Regions from separate parts of the Hordeum vulgare genome. Here region 2 is linked to region 1. The links are chromatin contacts, called in public Hi-C maps. All regions are on one chromosome and are shown on one strand. The core of a region is the stretch at or near the end of the contact, and the rest is flanking DNA. Distances in the headings are between cores, read along the strand shown. Region 1 has its middle 57 kb from the start of LOC123404304. Region 2 holds the start of LOC123404304 (abscisic acid 8'-hydroxylase 1).

Region 1 (2,706 bases), core at 142-2,641:
ATATGGAAGATCAAAGTTCCTCTTAGAATTAAGGTCTTCATGTGGTTTGTTCACAAAGGGTTATCCTAACGAAGGATAATCTAGCCAAGCGAAATTGGAATGGGAATCCTAGATGCAGCTTCTGTTCGGATAAAGAAAATATTAAGCACCTCTTTCTAGATTGTCCTATGGCTAAACTGTTATGACGCTCGCTGCACATTGCTTTCAACATCAGCCCTCCTAATAATATCAACACGTTATTTGGGATGTGGTTAGAGGGGGTTGATGTTCAAACTGCTTCACTTATTCGTGTGGGATCATGTGCACTATTGTGGGCTGTAAGGAATTGCAGAAATGACTTAGTGTTTAACAGAAAACGCGATATTCACTTCTTGCAGGTTATCTTCAGGGCTACCGCACTGATCCGCACCTCGTCATTACTCACTCATGTGGAAGCGAGGGAGCCTATGGTTACTGGGTGTGTCCGTTGGGAGATGGTAGCACAGGGTATCTTTAACCGGTTTGGATGGCGTCATATTAATAAGATATGTGTTTAGTCATCTACCTCTATTGTCTTCTTCGGTTTGGGCGCGAGAGATGCCTTGTATCTTTTTTTATTCACTTTTTGCTACATGTTTATTGTACTTTGTTGAGACTTGGTTTTTATTATAATATATGGCTGCATGCATCTTTCGATGCATAGGTCAGAGCTTTGCCTTTTTTCTTTTTTTTAAAAGTCTTAGACTTGACATGAGTGCTGATATGATGCATTTCATGGCTAGAAGTGCATGTGGCAGGCGAATGTGTCAGCGTCCATGTCTATATTTATCTTTAAAAAGGAAAAATCTTGTTTTCTCATTGCAACGATGTGGGCTGGTCGAACCCATGTCATGTTTTCGAGTGGCTCGTGGGATAGGAAAAGTGAGCTTCTCCTTGGAGCCACTAAAACGCGCGAGGCTTCTTTTCGTTGCGAATGAGAAACTGCAAGTTGTGTTGGGTATGATACTTGGATTATCCCTGCCCCCCATCTCCTTGGGAGGGATCCCTCACAAGACTAAACCACACTTACCCTAAGCAAACAATTATCTCGGGGTGAGCTGAGCAAGTGTCGCAGTCCGTACGGGGCGATATAGGTTAGCGGTTGACTTTTGAGGGTGGAGGAGCAAACCGAACTGAATGAATATATACAAAAATAAAAGGCAGGAGGCCGACGCTTGCAGGTGCTCCCTCCCCGTGTACGTAAGGGTAGCCGCGAGAAAGGGAGAGGCAGAGAGAGGAAATGAAAGCGAAGTTTCCTGGAAGCGCAGGCAGGAAGTCACCTCTCCTCTAATGGCGAGACAGATGGAATCCTATCCTCTGTGCCAATTATTCAGCCAGCCGGGCAGCAGTCACGAGCCGGCATTATTCAGTCGGGTCAGGGGCCGCGGACGGATGGGCGCCTGAACGGAGCCAATTGGTGACAGCCAGACACACACACACAAACACAATACTGGCCGATCGACATGCATCATCACCTGCGTCTGCGGTCGACGGAGGCCACGAATTTGTTTATTCCGATCCACTGCGGTGCGTGCGCGCGTCCACCGCTGATCCATCTGGAGATCCGCTGCTACCAGTATGTTTTGGATTTTTCAGTGTCCGTCTCAACTAATCATGCAGCTGCTCTACCTCTCAGGCTCCCCCGACACCCCTGCACGGCTGCACTGCTTGCCATCCACTCTACTGCTTGGCAACTTCCTACGGACGCCTAAGTGCGTGCTTGTCAACGCAGCCATGTGCTAGCTGCTTGTCAACGTGGGCATGCGCATTGCAAGGTATCGCCCACGGCTGCGCACGCCCGAGAAAACCAGGCTTAGCTCCCAGTTTAATGTACTCACACATAGTTTTCGGGACAAAACTGTGCTCACACCTAGACAAGGATACACGGAGAAAAACTTGTAGCCTATGCCCTAGGTGCCGTTCAGACCCAGACATGTCGCGCTGTACTGCGACTTCCTCTTGAATGAGTGGAATGGATGATGGCTCACCAAACTGCGCCACGTTAAGTATGCGAGGAACACATGTCCAAAATTTGGCCAGGAACCGAAAAGTTCCGCTCGTGCAGACTGCGGAGGCACAGCGGCAGCCACCAGGTACTACCGTGACCCGTTCCTGTTCTTTTTCTTTTCCCTAACTACCAAGCATATATAGGCATCTTTGTCTTGAGAGGTATAGTATTTCTTGCCCGAGGATTGCAGATCTTTATTGTCCATGTCACTCCGCTGAAGTTCCACGCTTGATGCATATACAAACCTAAAGAAATGTCGACACGACGAAAAGGACTGCAGGCATCGCCTTTCTTTGTGATCAAGTCATAATATGAGAAACTATTGTGCTGGATGATGTTTCACCCGATTGTGTGATAGTTTTTTTTTAAAAGAAGGATGACCCCCGGCCTCTGCACGCGAAAGATGCATGCAGTCATTTTATTAATTATTCACAAAGATTTTATAAAGCAATACATCAATATGTTTGAAGCCACCCTCTTGGCAACATTTGTCGCTACTCCTATGCAATAATAAAGGGGTGCAGAAAGTGTGAGCCATATACCCATACCTCTCACCTAGACTAACATCTAAAGCCGGTGACCCCGACCGAGCTACATACCGGGTCAGGGGCACAAACCGGTCCGACGCACCCTCACAGGTCGTCGCCGCCCCTTCCATCAATCCATCTTCAAAACAGTTA
Region 2 (2,700 bases), core at 165-2,664, 57 kb before region 1:
CACATACTTATAAAACAACATCATATAGTCATAAACAACAACACATTTGCAAAGATTTTCAATTCATAAATTATTGACATCGTGTAGATTGTAGAGATAATTTTGAGTTACATAGATTTTATATGGGTACACGGATATATGAGTATGCGTTATATGATCTCATACCCATACCCGCTCTATCCGATGGGTTTGAGAATTTTCTATTTATATACCCATCGGTAAATTTTTGTCCCATACTCTTACCCTAATAGGGGTTTTATCCGCAGGGTATGTGGGTAATGGGTATCCATTGCCATCACTAGATGAGGAGTTGGCGAGTGTGCAACAACGGAGAATGGGTACTCATATATTGCGAGTGTGCAACAACAATGGGTACCCATATGTTGCGATGCAGCACACGACGACGATGCAGGTGCTTCATCGTGTGCAGCAACGGCGGACACTACTTTTGCCCCTAGTCGGAGCTTTACTAGGCAGCTTGGGCGCGATGTCGGGGGTGGGCCGGGGTCGCCTCTTCCTTGCAACAGACAAGGAGAGAGCCCGTGAATGAGAAATGGGAGGAAGAAGATGAGGAGTTGGTGAGTGGAGGGGAACGCATCGAAAAGCATAAGATGGTAGGGAAGCGGGCGGCTGAGAGGGACACATGCCCATGTCTTGAGAAGGCTTAAGCCGCGCTGTAATTAGCCGGTTGATTTTAATATTTTTCGAAAATTTAAGACACGGAGGTGCATGCTCGCGACAATTTCCTTGACGACGGACCAAAAGGTCAGTTCAACACCTGTCATTCCGCATGCATTCCTACTGAACGGCTGCTTTAAACCGTTCAGTGTTTCACCCCCAAGAATCACGTAGAGAATGACTCACATTAGTCTTAGACGGAACGAAGAATGAGAGGACATAAATAACCGGCCCAATCAGTAGACATGCGGGCCAATGAAAATATCTGGAGGCCAACTGAGCTAGTGCTACGTGACGATGCCGTGGCCAGGCCAGGAGGACGGGGCTGGGATATTATAGGAGAGGGAAGAGTATATATCTGAGTAATCAATCGAGCATGCGGCCAAATGCTACAGCAGAATTACAGGAGAGGGAAGCATCAGTCGTCTCGTACGAGAGCGTGTGCAGCGCTGAGAGGAGACGGGACGTGGGCCGAAAGAGAGATGGATGGGTGAGCTGTTGGTGTTGCGACCTCCCGCGCTGGAAAGCTGGACTGGACTGGACTGGACTGCGTGGATTGGGCAATTGATTAGTGGCTCGGTCCAGCTCTTGCCCGATTAAACTGCGCAATAATTCGCTGAGCCTCACAGCTCCTAGTTTAGTTTAGATCTTTAGGCAGGGGCCGGGAGACCGGCAACGAGGAGAGAGCGGGAGCGGCGCATCACCGCCAATCTATAAATACCTGCCACGCCGCTCGCATTTCCCTCCACACCCAGGCACCACCACCACCACCCATCTCCCCTCCTCTCCTCCTCGTCTTCCTCCTTCGGGCCTCCGTTGCAGGTTGCAGGTAACAGAACCGAAGAAATCCTTTTGGAATGGGTGCCTTCATCCTCCTCCTCTGCTTGCTCGTGCCGTTGGTGCTCGTGTGCGCCGTCCGCGCCAGGAAGGGCGCCGGCGGGCGGTCGTCGTCGGGCGGCGGCAAGAAGGGCAGGCTGCCGCCGGGGTCCATGGGGTGGCCGTACGTGGGCGAGACCACGCAGCTCTACTCCTCCAAGAACCCCAACGTCTTCTTCGCCAGGAAGCGTAACAAGTACGGGCCCATCTTCAAGACGCACATCCTCGGGTGCCCCTGCGTCATGGTGTCCAGCCCGGAGGCCGCCAAGTTCGTGCTCGTCACGCAGGCGCACCTCTTCAAGCCTACCTTCCCGGCCAGCAAGGAGCGGATGCTGGGCCGCCAGGCCATCTTCTTCCAGCAGGGGGACTACCACACCCACCTCCGCCGTCTCGTCTCCCGCGCCTTCTCCCCCGAGGCCATCCGCGGCTCCGTCTCATCCATCGAGGCCATCGCCCTCCGCTCCCTCGGCTCATGGGAAGGCCATGAAGTCAACACCTTCCAAGAAATGAAGACTGTAAGTTCTTCTTCTTCTTCCATTCCTGCCTCCTCTGTTTTCATCTGCTCTGCTCTGCTCTGCGGCTAAATGCTTAGAAATGGTCACTGATGGTTTTGTTGGTGTCATTGCGCAGTACGCTCTGAATGTGGCATTGCTGTCCATCTTCGGGGAGGAGGAGATGCAGTACATCGAGGAGCTGAAGCAGTGCTACCTGACGCTGGAGAAGGGGTACAACTCGATGCCGGTGAACCTGCCGGGCACGCTGTTCCACAAGGCCATGAAGGCCCGGAAGCGGCTGGGCGCCATTGTGGCCCACATCATCTCAGCCCGGCGCGAGCGGGAGCGCGGGAGCGACCTCCTGGGCTCCTTCATGGACGGCCGCGAGGCGCTCACCGACGACCAGATCGCCGACAACGCCATCGGCGTCATCTTCGCCGCGCGGGACACCACCGCCAGCGTGCTCACGTGGATGGTCAAGTTCCTCGGCGACAACCCCGCCGTCCTCAAAGCCGTCACCGTAAGTCGCCATCAAACCGACCAGCTGACCCGCTTTGGCACCCCGGCATGTCGAAAGGCAGTGTCTCTGACCCGCGCGCGTGAAACGATTGACAACAGGAAGAGCACGCCGAGATCGCGAGGGAGAAGGCGT

What was found. A called contact is a pair of places that touch in the nucleus more often than the background predicts.
Region 2: a contact with region 1 is called in a Hi-C map of seedling, with 2.4 times the contacts expected there. The contact joins the promoter of LOC123404304 here to the enhancer-like site in region 1. A contact is called at or near these places in 2 of 6 Hi-C or Micro-C datasets (leaf and seedling) and 1 of 1 datasets of contacts at active chromatin or transcription factors (embryo).

Annotation. Positions count from the first base shown.
Region 1 is chr6H:462,420,841-462,423,546 of MorexV3_pseudomolecules_assembly, reverse strand. No RefSeq gene overlaps it. Among protein-coding and RNA genes, the nearest start is that of LOC123404304, 57 kb to the left of the region's middle. Within about 2 kb of position 1,391, at least 3 of the 3 cell types and tissues checked have open chromatin away from gene starts, as enhancers often do. A contact at or near this core is called in leaf and seedling, where this site is marked.
Region 2 is chr6H:462,477,961-462,480,660 of MorexV3_pseudomolecules_assembly, reverse strand. It overlaps LOC123404304 (abscisic acid 8'-hydroxylase 1), which reads left to right and starts at 1,414. Exons shown (of 5, transcript XM_045098229.1): 1 at 1,414-2,069; 2 at 2,185-2,568; 3 at 2,667-2,700. The coding sequence starts at 1,536.